Regions from separate parts of the Mus musculus genome. Here region 1 is linked to region 2. The links are chromatin contacts, called in public Hi-C maps. All regions are on one chromosome and are shown on one strand. The core of a region is the stretch at or near the end of the contact, and the rest is flanking DNA. Distances in the headings are between cores, read along the strand shown. Region 1 overlaps Snx7 (sorting nexin 7). Region 2 holds the start of 4930455H04Rik (RIKEN cDNA 4930455H04 gene).

Region 1 (6,454 bases), core at 3,301-5,800, 840 kb before region 2:
ATGTCAAGCTTGTCCGTGAGTTGTAAGACTGTCACCGGGGATGGTGAGAGAAGCTGGGTTCTTTTACTCATATTTTTCCCCCAAACTGTAAATAATCTTCTCTTACAGTTTCTATTCCAATTCCCTTGGGAATAAAGGGAAACTAAGCAATGGGTCTCCCCTAACTTGATGGCCACAGCGGACTGAAGGTTGTGGCTCAAAAGGAAGGCAGCCACCCCTGGGCAGAGCTTACATAAGGAAAGGAAAGGACACGTCAAAGAAAGGAATGGTTATTAGCAACAGAAAACTCTTGTATTGCCCCTGGTTCTAAAGTAAATGCTTTCGAGCCGTTTTCCTTCATAAGTTTGATCCCTATACATCTTGGTTACTTTCCTATTACTATGAGAAGATGCCATGACCATCGTGGTGGAGCGGCAGGCAGGCATACATGGCATTGGTGCAGTAGCTGAGAGCTCATATCCTGAGATAACAACTGTGGGTAGAGAATGGATGAAGGGAGGGAGAGTGAAAGAAAGAGCATAGTCTATGTGAGTATATGTGTGTGTGTCTGTCTGTCTGTCTGTATGTATGTATGTGTATATACATATATTCCTAAGTACAACATGCTTGGTCTGTATAATGTTACTTTGTTTCAAGGTGGCCCTTTTATTATTGGATAGCCAGAAGACTCTCTCCCATCCTCAGTATTCCTTAGTTACCTGTGGTCCCTTGTGTAGCATTGTAGCCATAGGCTTTCCCCAACCATGTTAGTGTGTCTCTGAGTCAATGATGTAATGAAGATAAGTTATGTTTACTTTTAATATAGGACATTATAAAATCAGGAATCATGTGTTAAAGGTTTGATGATTTAATAGGCAATACTAATGCTTCTCTCTCTGAGAAGCAGGTATAATTTCCCCTACATTATTATTTTTTCTTTTTCTTTTTTAATTGAGACTAGAATCTTCTCTTGTCCATTACAGCTTGACCAGTTTCCCCACCGTCCACCCCTCCCAGCTCCTCTCCACCACCCTCTCCCCAAGATCCTTAAGGCTTTAATTTCCCTTCAAAAAAGGGCAAGCTTCCAAAAGACAACAATCAAACATGACAAAACAAGATAGAGTATGACAAGGCAAAAGCCCTTGTGCTGAGGCAAGGCAGCCTTCTGGAAGGAAAAAGGTCCCAAGAACAGGCAAAAGAATATATTTTTTTAAAAACAATGATAGACCATAGGTATTGAAGAAAGGTAATCTGTGGACATAAACTGTAGGGAAGCACCCCCCATCCCCTGCCCCAGAGCACAAGCATGCTATTATACACTTGCGATCCACCTGTGCTTCAGAGGACAACCTAAGTCAATAGATTCTTTATTCCCACCATGTGGGTCATGAGGACTGAGCTTAGCCCATTGGCCTCCGCAGCACGTGCTTTCCTGAGGCACCGTCTCACTGGCCCATCTACTCATATTTATATAACAGATGTTTTGATAGCACTGGAGTCAGTCAAGGCAATTAACTCCTCTAGAATTGTAATGCTGAAGTATATAAATTATTTATTAAAGTTATAACTCAGGAAACACATGTTCTTCTGACACATGGTTTAATGTTACATATAGTTCAAAGTTTTTAGGTTGTCAGAACAGTTTAATTTCTGTCATGTAAAGGATCCAGAACGCACCCCCTTCCCCCAGTAAACCTCAGGCACACCAGTGTTGAATGCAAGCTTTGCATTTCTTAAAAGCTCTCCAGCTTCACACATTTGTTTTTCTAATTCAGTATGTATTAGTATTTGTGCTAGGTGTATGTATACATGTACACAGGCCTGGATACAGAGACTAGGACCTTCGGGTGTTCTGCTCTATTAGTCTCTGTAGGGTCTCTCATGGAACCTATAGTGAGGCTGGCAGCCTTCAGTCTCTACCACCTACAATATGAGCTTGTCTGGCCAATCTCTGCTTTTTATGTGGATGCTGAGATCTGAACCCTCGCCCTGTGTTTTCACAGCCAGCCCTTGAGAACTTGGTTTTTGAGTTTCACATGAGTGTCTCCACTCAATCCAAGGTGTCCACAGAAGGAAAAAACTGAAAGAAAATTCTAACTTTAATTTTTTTTCAAACCCTAATTTTTAATGATGGTTCTTAAATGCTTTAACCTCCCCTTTAGTCCACCACCCACTAAAGGTAATGGAAAAGAAAGGATATGGGGGGAGGGGTGTTGGGGGGTGGACCTGTTTAGCAAGGTTCTTTGGAGCAGTTCCCATCTGTACTGTCTGGAAATCAGCAGTTCTCTTCACAGGTCAAAAGCAGCTGCTCGATCTGATCTACTCACAAACACTCACAGATATATCAGCAGTCCTGTTCAGCAGAGTCAGGTTAGCAGCATCTATGACCCAACCTAGAAGAGACAGCCAGGCCTCAGCACTAGTCAGCAGGAGGAACCAGCAGGAACCCAAGGAGAAGTTCTCACCTGTGCTTCTCTCAGTGAAGGGAAGATCAGCAAAGATGCGAGACGAACAAGCATTCGCAGCTAGCTGTACCAGCAAGCCAAGCTCCTAGGCAGCCAACACTGTCTGTTGAATCCCTTTTTATATTCCTCCAAACATCCCCATCCACGGGTCGTGACTCAGCTGGTACATCTGTCTCAGCTGATGCCCTTTCTCCTGTGTCTGCTTCAGCAAAATATTTCTTCATGAGTCTGCCTTAGCCTTTCACCTGTGTCCAGTTCAGGAAAATATCCCTTCAAGTGTTTGTCCCAGCAAATCACTATCCAACCCAACTGCCTTTCCAAAGAACCTGTAAGTTTCCATTTCAGAAAGGGCAAGTGGAAGCTTTTATCCGCTTTGTAAGTTATACATTGGAAATCTGCAGACCCGAGTAGAGAGTGGTTCAGCCTCTACAAGTACCTATCTCAGTACCCAGAGGATGCCCTTTCATAGTCTCTTCTGTGGGTATCTAACACTAACATGTGTAGTAAGGAACAGCTTGGTGTGGGTAGCCTATGATGCTACCTGAGACCATGGTGGGGTCCTAGCCAGTGCTGTTACTGGGGACCATGTCTGGGTTTGTGCATGGCCCTGCAGCAGCAGGAGTCTGTTACCACCAAAGGACAGGTGGATGTCCTTGGTCTGGACTGATGTCAGTTGACATGTTTAGGGGAGATGAGTAGATTGGGGTGCATGAGTTAAAACACACACACACACACACACACACACACACACACACACACACAGACATACACACATACTAAAAAGTTAGAAAAGGGAAAGAAAAAAAAAAAAAGCTTGGGTCCCAGGCATGTTGCTAGCATATTCCATAAGATCCTGTGGAGTAAGTACTGCTTTCTTATTTTATAGATTATAGATTAGGAAATTTACCCTGTGAAGTTTTTAGTCAGGACTGGACTCCTAGAACCTCAGAGCCTTGTAGTTTAAATCATTAGTATCTCTTGTGTGACTATGCAGTTTTAAATTTTAGACAAAAACTTGGGAGAATGAAGCAAAACTAACTTGTTAACATGCTAAGCAAGTCAGCCAAGGGAAGTGGACACTAAATGAGGAATGTCAGTCCTGTAGCCAATCGCATGTCCTCGAGGGTGGAGATATTATCAACTAGGCAGGTGCTTCACCTGCCCAGCACACAGACACCTTTCTCCCTCACCCTTGGGAGAACCCTGAGCATGAAGAAGCATTATGCTAATGATGTCATCACCTCTGAGTTTGATTACCTTTGATTGTTTACTACTTATGTGTTTTCATGTGCCTTAATTTCATCACATGGCAATTTGGAGCCATATTGAATATCTTTGGGAAGTAAAGGTATAATATGGATATTAAGTCTCTCCTAGAAAGCTGGCTCCCAATGACAAGGACCCTCCTTTTTCCTTACATTTGTTCTTGATCCCTTGATGTGGGTGGACCTATGCCTAACTCACAGTAGGCATTTTAAAATAAAGATCTGTATAGGAAGGAGCATTTCCTGCTAAAACCAATATTTAATTTCTTGTTTTTAAATAGAGTAAGAGCCTGCATTTTAGCAGCAAAAATGTTCTAAAAGAGTGTGGATAAAAGATCTATATCCATTAGTTGTACTTGCATGGATATATGTTTTGTAAATCTTTTTAAAAATGTAACAGAATTAAAAGTTATAAAAGTCGTTAGTGAAAAGGAGTCAGATTCTGTAGACTTCTGAGTTAGTTCCACTTCAAATCAGGGTTTGGGGTTTAAGGAAAAAAGACTCAGGGTGCTTTAGGACTTGGGAGACAAAGTGCTGAAAACATTAATAACTGTTAAAACAACTTAAGAGACCACAGTTGTGTAAAAGCTCCCATGAGGCCATGCAAAGGGGAGGCCGGTGTTGTGTTTTAGTAAATGTGACTAATGCGCTAGGATTTAGCCACTTTCTTCTCTCCACTGCACTGTATTTGTGGCACAAATCTTATGCCACAATGAGCAGAAGACGATACTGTGCCGGGGTCTGGGGAGCAGTGCTTCCTTAGTCACTGGAATTGTAGAATAATCCTCCAGACAATCTTAGGCTGATTGAAGGAAATAAACAATAATGTCCACTCCGACAAGCTAGTGAAGGGACTTTCCAGCTCCTCCTGGGACTCATACAAATGATGGAATAGAACACAAACCCCAAGCTTGTTTTATTTTCTCCATAATGGCTTCCTCTTACATCATTTAAAAATAACTAAATTTAGTCATCAAATAAACCTTAATTGGCAATAGGGTGATAAAAGTGGTTGACTTATCTTGGTGTCTAATTCCCCGCCCCCATTATTTTATTTGGTTTTTTTCTCTGTGATGTTGTAAATTCTCAGGCCTCACCAGACTTTAGTTTTGCTTTTCAAGAATAATAATTATCAGAAAGTATGTTCCAAGTTTGCTACAGTTTGTTCATATTCTCCTGTCAGAAAAAAAAATTCTTGAGTGAAAAATGCAGTTTATTCCCTCTTTATTATCCCGGTACAAAGAACTCCACAATTGAGAAATCCTATTTTAATAGTATCTCTTATGTGCCTCGAGAAACTTTGTGGTTATTGTATTGGTTTTATTTCTTATAACATCTACCATGTGCCCTGATCATTGTATAGTGTATTTATTAACAAAGTGAACAGAGACCATTACATCTTTTTCAGTATATGCTTTTCTTTTTTAAATATTTTATTTTATGTGTAAGGATGATTTCCCAAATGTATACCTCTGTACTAACTGTATCTGCTCCTGGAGTTCCCAGGGGCCCTCCCTAGGGCCTGGGATTCCCTGGCACTGGGATGACAGAAGGTTGTGAGCTGCCATTTGGGGTTCTAGCAATCAAACCCAGGTCCTCTGGAAGAGCAGACATGGCTCTCAATGATCGAGCATCTCTCCAGCCCCTTATCTGTATCCCTTAAGTTGATGAAGTGAGCTGCTTCTGAATTCTCTAATCACACACACACACACACACACACACACACACACACACACACTTTCCTTTGGAGTTTTGGTATGAAAGAAGGTCTCTCACTGTGTAGCCAGGACCTCAATGTGTAATCCAGGGCAGCTTGGAACTGGTGTCAGTCCTCTGGTGTCAGGTCTCTTAAGTGCCTATAAGGGAAGGACGCAGCAAGATCTATGAACTAGACGACTCTACAGGTAGAAAGAAATGTGTATTGGGAGAGCAAATTGCCAGGCTGCCTCAGAGAACAGAGGACAACAACTAGTGGGGAAAGCCTTGTGAGTGTCATGGGAGAGGTGGCATGGGCGGTAGGGGGAGAGCAGGGCAGCCTGAGGGTTAGCATAGGACTCTTGATCTGTCACAGGTTGTTAGGCTTAACCAGGAACTGGATGCCCTTCCCCAGGTCGTTGACTCTAGATAAGGGGTAGGTAAGGGAAGTAGCAGCTTTCCTGGGGGAACAAAACCAGCCTTTCTAGTACTATTCGTTTATCTTGTAAGAATCCTGTCTGAGATCAGTCCAGGCCTTCATCTAAGACACATGCTTAGCAGCACTGCCATTTGTGTTGCTTGGCCCTAACAGTGCTGAGATTGCAGGTGTATACCACCATGGAAGGCTTCTTTGGGGGCTTTGAATAGACAAAATTAAAGTTACTCTCATATCATATTTCCTATAACCTAGTCACTGTGCGTAGAAGGTTTTTCTGACCTTGTTTACATTTCTGAAATGGGTTCGATTCTAAGTTTACCAGATTTAATGATTCTATTTCATTAAGCATGAATATTGTTCAGACTACTTAGAAAAGGTAAAATGTTTACAATTTTCATATAACCCTGATATTGTAACAACTCAAAACAAATGATTATATCAGAGGTTATAATCAACAAATAGATGCAGTTTTATCTACTTGTGAATTGTAATGATATGAGCATTTATTTTATAGAACCCGTGTTTTGATTATGTACAAATGTACTAGCACTGTGTATATGTTGTTGTTAATTCTAGAAGAAATTAAAACAGCATTCAAGAGTAAAAATAGA
Region 2 (6,465 bases), core at 1,064-3,563:
TTGATTTCTCCTATGGCCACACCAGTTCACAATCCCACCACCAGTATCAGGTGTTTCCTCTTCCCCACATCTTTCCTAGATTTGTTGCCATTTCTCCATTTTCTTGATAGTAACCAGCTCACTCCAGTGATTTGAATTTCCCTGATGGCAAGAGATGTTGACCACCTTTTCAGATACCCGCTGGCCAATTTCTTCCTTTGAATTGTGTTTCTTTGGTTTAGATCATTGGTCCATTTATCAATGGACAACCTTATTTCTTTGGTGCCTAAGTTTTGATGTTCTTTCTATATTCTAAATACTAACCCTTTGTGATTTCAGATTCTTGAAAGCGATAATCTTGTTCTTCCGGTGACTGGCTCAGGGTGTGGCCTCTGTGGCTGGGGAGATCCAAATAAAAGTATGAAGCAATCTAAGGTCTATACGTTTCTGCAGAATAGAATAACACAAGGTTCTACCTAGAGTTTTCCTATCCGTCTATAAGCATCTCCGGGAGTTTGGCAGAGGAGGAGGCTTGGTCCAGCTCCCGCATGAAGATTGATTTAACCTTCAGCCCGTGTCTCTCTTTGCCCAGTGCCCTTGGGCATTGCTTGATGAATGGCTTTACAAAGTCAGACAGCTGACATCCCCATCCTGGCTTTGCTACTTATTAGCCATGTGGCAAATGATCTCCCTGAGCCTGTTGCCTCATTTTAAAATAGGAATAATAGCACCTATCTCTCAACACCCCTAAGATAAATAAGATGAGATGCATTTGTCTATGGACAAATATTAGCTACTACTATAACAAATATCAAAAGCACAAAGAAATGTACGCCAGTGTGTTCAGTGTCAGCCTTGTCTATTTAACCTCCCTGCCTGAATGGTGATATTAAAGGGCTGATCCAAACACATAATAATGTGGTGGATGGTAATTGGGGCTCACCACATCAACATGCACTTAAAGAATAGGTGGGAAAAAGAAAACAAAGTCCATTGCAAAGCTTCCTGGGCTCTGCTCTGACCTGAGTTTCCCCGGGGTTCACTGCCTTCCTTAAAGGGCAGGGACTGTCCACCCAGGGCACACTTTCACAGGCTCGCTCCTTGCTCTTGCATAACTTCAGGCTGTCAAAATGGGCACCTTCCTGAAATTGAAGATTGTCGGGGTTTGTTTTTTTGTTTTGTTTTGTTTTGTTTTTTGTTTTTTGTTTTTTGTTTTTTTTGAATGGGGTCCAAAAAAGGTGCTGCAGTCCCCAGATATCCAACATCAATCATCACGTTAACACCTTTGGGTTTTTTTGTTTTGTTTTGTTTTGTTTTGCTTTCCAAGACCTAAGAGTCTAAGGTCTCTGTCAGAAGGCTGCCTGCGGTGGGACTTTGAGAGGGGAGCTGAGCTTGATGCAAATATTCTACTCTAAGGGTTCTTCGGTTACTAAAGGAGCCATCACCATTACCTAAAGCCAAGCAGAGGGAGATAACAAACAAGTGACTTAGCACTTCTCTCTCTCTCTCTCTCTCTCTCTCTCTCTCTCTCTCTCTCTCTCTCTCTCTCTCTCATCCCCCCCCCCCCCCCGAGATAAACTAAGCGAGATAACTTTAAACACACACAGGCTCACAGGAAAACCTGGGCTGCCCGGACCCCGACACTCAGCACGGCAGCTCCCTGCGCCACTCCTGGAAAATAATGACTTGGGTAAGGAACAGTTAATAAGAAAATGTGTCTCGCTAACCGTGCACAGCACAACAAAGAGCTGGCAGCCCCTGAAGGAAAAGGGCTTGTGCGGCTGCCGTTCAAACTTGTCAGTCAACTCGTGCCAGCAGCCTCAGCGTCTGCCTCCCCAGTGCACCCTCATTACATGTGTCTGTCTGGCCTCATCTGTGCATGGGCTCTGAGCCGCTCCGCTCCTGACAGTTCGGAATTCTCTTCCTCTCTCCCTGCTGCAAAGAGCGGATTTCTCTCCGTGTCTCTTCTGTCATCTCCAGCTCCCCTCTCCAAGGACGCACCTTGATTTATGGTAGCTTTGGACTTCCTTCAGCGTCTGCCTGTCCTTGACTTCTAGAATGGAAGAAGCTGAGCTGGTGAAGGGAAGACTCCAGGCCATCACTGTAAGTCTACATAGAGTTTTAAGTCAGTAAGGTGGTTGCTTAGACAAACGGCACCGGCACCGGCACCGGCACCGGCACCGGCACCGGCACCGGCACAGGCGACGTTGCTAGCTGTCCTTGTCTCCCAGGCCTTCCAAGTAGAGAAACAGAACTAAGCCTTCGTGGACTCTGGTCTGCTTCTCTTAACCCTTGTGACCCTCCATGACACTGGGGCTTCAGAACCTGAGATCCAGGGAAATGGTTCTGGAATTTACAGATGGTGTTTGCATTCTAAACGATAATCAAGGGTTGTTTGCTTGTTTGCTTGTTTTTATAAATAGTTTGTAAACTCTCCTCACCTTCTGTGGATATCTGAAGTTTAGGGTTTTTTCTTCAAATTCCTTCTATCGGACAAATGTTCTTATAGATGCCTAACTGGAAAACTTTTCAAAGCAATGAATAGAACCCCCAAAAGTTTTTTTTTAAAGAGGTAGATCAAAAGGAAGAAAATCGGAAACATTTTTATTCATGTGTCAAAGTATATTCCAGACAAACCTAACTGAATTAAAGCAAAGCTTGGTGTATGTATGTATGCATATATATATATGCGAAGTATTAAAACAGAAGAAAAGTAGCGAAGGCACGCATCAGAGTAATTCTCGCAGATCAGTTTTCCAGTACAGAAGGACAGACATAGTCCGAATAAGGTCTCAATACAGGAGCCATGCACAAGATGGACTTGGAAAATATTTCCCTAATTCCGGGAAGAAAAGTAGTACACTTGATGTTTGTTCTGGGGAAAAAAAAAATCAAAGCAAGAAATGAGTCACTTTTCTTAAATGATACCATTCTTTTTCTCATTTGCTTCCAAACTGCTGTATGTGACGATAACCTGGAAGTCCCTGACCTGGTCATCTATCGTTATTAGCTGTAACTTTTGATAGCATTTTTGCAAGGAAAAGCAACTTGGCAAATCCACACCCCTGTGCGTCACATTTTCTGACACTGAAATTAACCGTCAAAAAAGAAGTAACTACTTTCTGAAAAACTGACACTAAATCAAGGTAGATAGGAGGTTATCCAACTCTTTGCTCCTCAAATTCTCACAATTAATTAAGCAAATCCTAATTTAGGTTTTGTTGTGCATACACACACACACACACACACACACACACACACACACACACTAAGGGAATATAGCGGGGGTTTTTTCCCTCCTACCCAGAAAGGATAAATAAAAACCTACTTTCTTCACCAGTGAAAAGGAGCCAAGAGTCCACTAAGCAGCCTGGGCACCTTTCTATAGAGAGTACTTTTTAATTTCTGAATTCTAATTACTGTATTTTTTCCTTTCATCTTAAAAACCTTGGCCTGGATTTTTGTTTGTTTTGTTTTGTTGTTAAATCCGGCCACAGCTTCAGCTGTCCTCCTAGAAGGGACAGGAACTCCACTGTGCTCTGTTGTTCTTGGCATGGCCCTTTCACATTACAGCTGTTGGCTAAAGGTTACTTCACTGGGCCGTGTGAGTCGCTCACAACTAGGTTCCATTTCTCCCCACGGCTTTACCTCCCGGATAACCAAATGAAACAGTTGACTCGGTGATGCACACAGACACCTTCTTCTGTGTCTCTGCTACTGAACTGGGGAACATCTTATTTTAAGGTCTTGCTAAGTGTGGTTTGCAGCTTAGAGCATTTAGTGAACTAGGGCATGGTCCAAGTAGATGGCGGCTGAGAGTTATTCAGAAAGCCAAGGAATTTTCACTGAGGCTTCAGGTGCAATTAGATATAGAAGATCAAAATGCCTTAAAAGGAATTGAGTAGGTAGGCAGGTTCCTGAATATAGAGATACTTTCACTGTTAAAATTAATAAACTTTTAAAAATTATCCCACGAGCCCAAACATATCCCTTTAGAGTTAATTAAGTCTTGGAGGTACAGTCACAAAACTTAGCTTGAAAGTAAAATTCTTGCTTAAAGCCTGTAGGGTAAAAACTGGCAAAAGTTTATAGGAACGAATTTCCATAAGCCTGCACCTCACAGGGCTCAGTCACATTTGTCACCACCTAGAGGGGAAATGGAGTAGTTCCTCCGTGTCCATGGAAACAATACAACCACTCTCCTCCTGCACACCCTGGGAAATGCCAGCTTACTCCGCCCTGGCCTTGCCCAGGAAGCCACCCCTGCTATTCTTTCTTCCTAGGAAAAGAAAACACACCGTACCCAGGGAACTTTCAAGAGTTATCTCATTTTTTGAAAGGCATTAAAATTACAAAAACTCAGAGATAATCTTTTAACTGCTCTCCTACACTGAAATAATTTTTATATATGTCCATGACGGCAAAGATGTTAATTCCCTAAGACACCAAGACTCAACAACACAGAGACTTCACTGTAAAAGGACAAGAACAACAAACATTAACACTGCAAGAGCTGTTTGATTTTTTTATTATTATTAAATTATGATTCTCTAACTTTTGGCAGTAAAATGAAATAAGCTGTAAATATTGTTCTTACTCCACAGGGTCTCAAGTAACTAAAAAGGTGTTCTTTTAACTACAAATAATTGAAAAAAATTCATCTTCATATAATTTGGCTGAACCAAGTAGCATTACGATAAAACTACTGTAACCCTGTGGTGACGCCATTCATTTCCCATACCAGTAAATTTTATTTTAAGATCATTCACAAATTTTTTCAATGGTTTAAAGACAATGAGGGCCAAATTATGAAAGGACTCAGAAAGGATTATTTTGAGGAGGACATTAAAGTCTGGATGCTCCAAATTGACTCTTTTAATTAATTACCTTCACATTCTGCCTTCATTGCTCCACCCCTAAAGCCACTCCTCATTTCCTGAGTTGATGACCAAAGTACTCGTTAGTCAATGAGTTCCATTCCCAGCTGTAATCGAAAACAGAGCAACCTTGCATTGACTAAATATTATACTTGGAACCTCAAGAGTCTCTTGAGGCTATTTTCAAGCTAGTATGCATTTAGCAAATAACTAATTTTTATACAGACAAAGGGCTGTTGAAATCAATGTTTACCCACTATGTAGCCCTGGATGGATGGCTTGGCACTCAGCATGTAGACTAGGCTGACCTTGAACTCATAGAGATCTGCCTGCTTCTGCCTCCAAAGTGCTGCGGTTAAAGGCGCCAACACACCCAGCATGAAATTGATATTTAGTGTTACTGGAAATGGTGATACCAAATTCTCCATTATTTTGAGGGGGGTGTGGAGAAACGCAGGTCACACTGGCACTGATCGCCACAGAGCTACTCTTTGGAAGTAAGCACAGTCCGTGGTGAAGAACAAAATCCGAGTCCTGAGTGGGGTCCCAGAGAACAGAAAGATCCCCTCCCCTTCCACAGGAAACACGTTGCCGTATCTTCATTACTCTGGGAATGTTAGAAAATACAGCACTTAATATGGAAGTACTCCAGTGGAAATGCTCCTACATCTGGAGATTATAGACTTGTGAATGCAGGGCATTTCTGGGAAATGTTGTGATGAGGTCTGAGAACTAGCGTCAATTTGCAGAGAACGGACCCGGTTAGGAGAAGAGGGGCGGTGGGTTGGCTGGTGTGTTGCTTCTCACTGAAAGGCTTAGCTTTAGATAGTTACGGATGTGCCTATCAACCCGCTTGCTCACACTTTTCCTCAACTTGTGATTGTCCTTTGTGTCTTATGCATTTAAGCGGAAAGGTTTATAAGGAAACTCTGGGACATTGGGAGTGAGGATGGAAACGGCAGTTGCGAGAGGAGTGGTCGGGGCGGGGGATTCCCAAAGAGGGTAACACCTGGGTGCAGGCCTGCAGGAGGTAGGTTCTGTCAAAAGTTAGACCCCAGTAGGAATCTGAAGCTAGAGCACCTGCCAATGCCTCCCTCCCTTTGGCAAGGGGCCACCCAAAGTCCTGACACGGCAGTCTGAGCAACGGAGCCAGATCCGTGGGCCAAAGCTGCCCATGACGCAAAACAATAAGACTCTCTCACATTTCCCTGGATCCACTCCCTATTTCTTTCCACTCCCAGTGAATATTTTCTTGACTTGTAAATACAGGAATTTAGGAGGCCAGAAGCTCTTGCATAAACCAGAAGAAAATTTTAACTTTCCCAACTTAAAAATAAAGCATATTAAAATCATAACGTAATACTAATTCTTTACACCTCTTTAGTTCACAGTCCCTGGGCTCTTTCTATTCATCTTATTATGTTTCTGTCAATATTTGGGAATTGTCTAATTGTCAGCCAAGTAACTAGTCACCCAAAAGCAGGACTTCCTGTTGAAATGTGCAGGCTCCAGCACAGAACCAAAATGCACGGACCCCATATTTGGGATTTCAAGGCAGTGGCACCAAAGTATTAGAATCAAGGCTGACCTCTTCTGGGCATCCTGTCTC

The links. A called contact is a pair of places that touch in the nucleus more often than the background predicts.
Region 1: a contact with region 2 is called in a Hi-C map of adipose-derived mesenchymal stem cells, with 2.5 times the contacts expected there. The contact joins the enhancer-like site here to the promoter of 4930455H04Rik in region 2. A contact is called at or near these places in 2 of 39 promoter capture datasets (cranial neural crest and hippocampal neurons), 1 of 484 Hi-C or Micro-C datasets (adipose-derived mesenchymal stem cells) and 1 of 115 datasets of contacts at active chromatin or transcription factors (astrocytes).

The regions. Positions count from the first base shown.
Region 1 is chr3:117,807,262-117,813,715 of GRCm38.p6, reverse strand. The region is part of intron 7 of Snx7 (sorting nexin 7); the gene reads left to right. Among named protein-coding and RNA genes, the nearest start is that of Gm52614, 45 kb to the left of the region's middle. Within about 2 kb of position 4,550, at least 5 of the 459 cell types and tissues checked have an H3K27ac peak or open chromatin away from gene starts, as enhancers often do. A contact at or near this core is called in adipose-derived mesenchymal stem cells, where this site is marked.
Region 2 is chr3:116,964,115-116,970,579 of GRCm38.p6, reverse strand. 4930455H04Rik (RIKEN cDNA 4930455H04 gene) reads right to left here and starts at 2,313. Exons shown (of 3, transcript NR_040596.1): 1 at 1,981-2,313; 2 at 304-377. It overlaps Palmd (palmdelphin), which reads left to right and starts at 1,628. Exons shown (of 8, transcript NM_023245.3): 1 at 1,628-2,082. The coding sequence starts at 2,038. It overlaps Gm52613 (a long non-coding RNA gene), which reads right to left and starts at 3,558. Exons shown (of 2, transcript XR_003954544.1): 1 at 3,308-3,558; 2 at 2,564-2,854.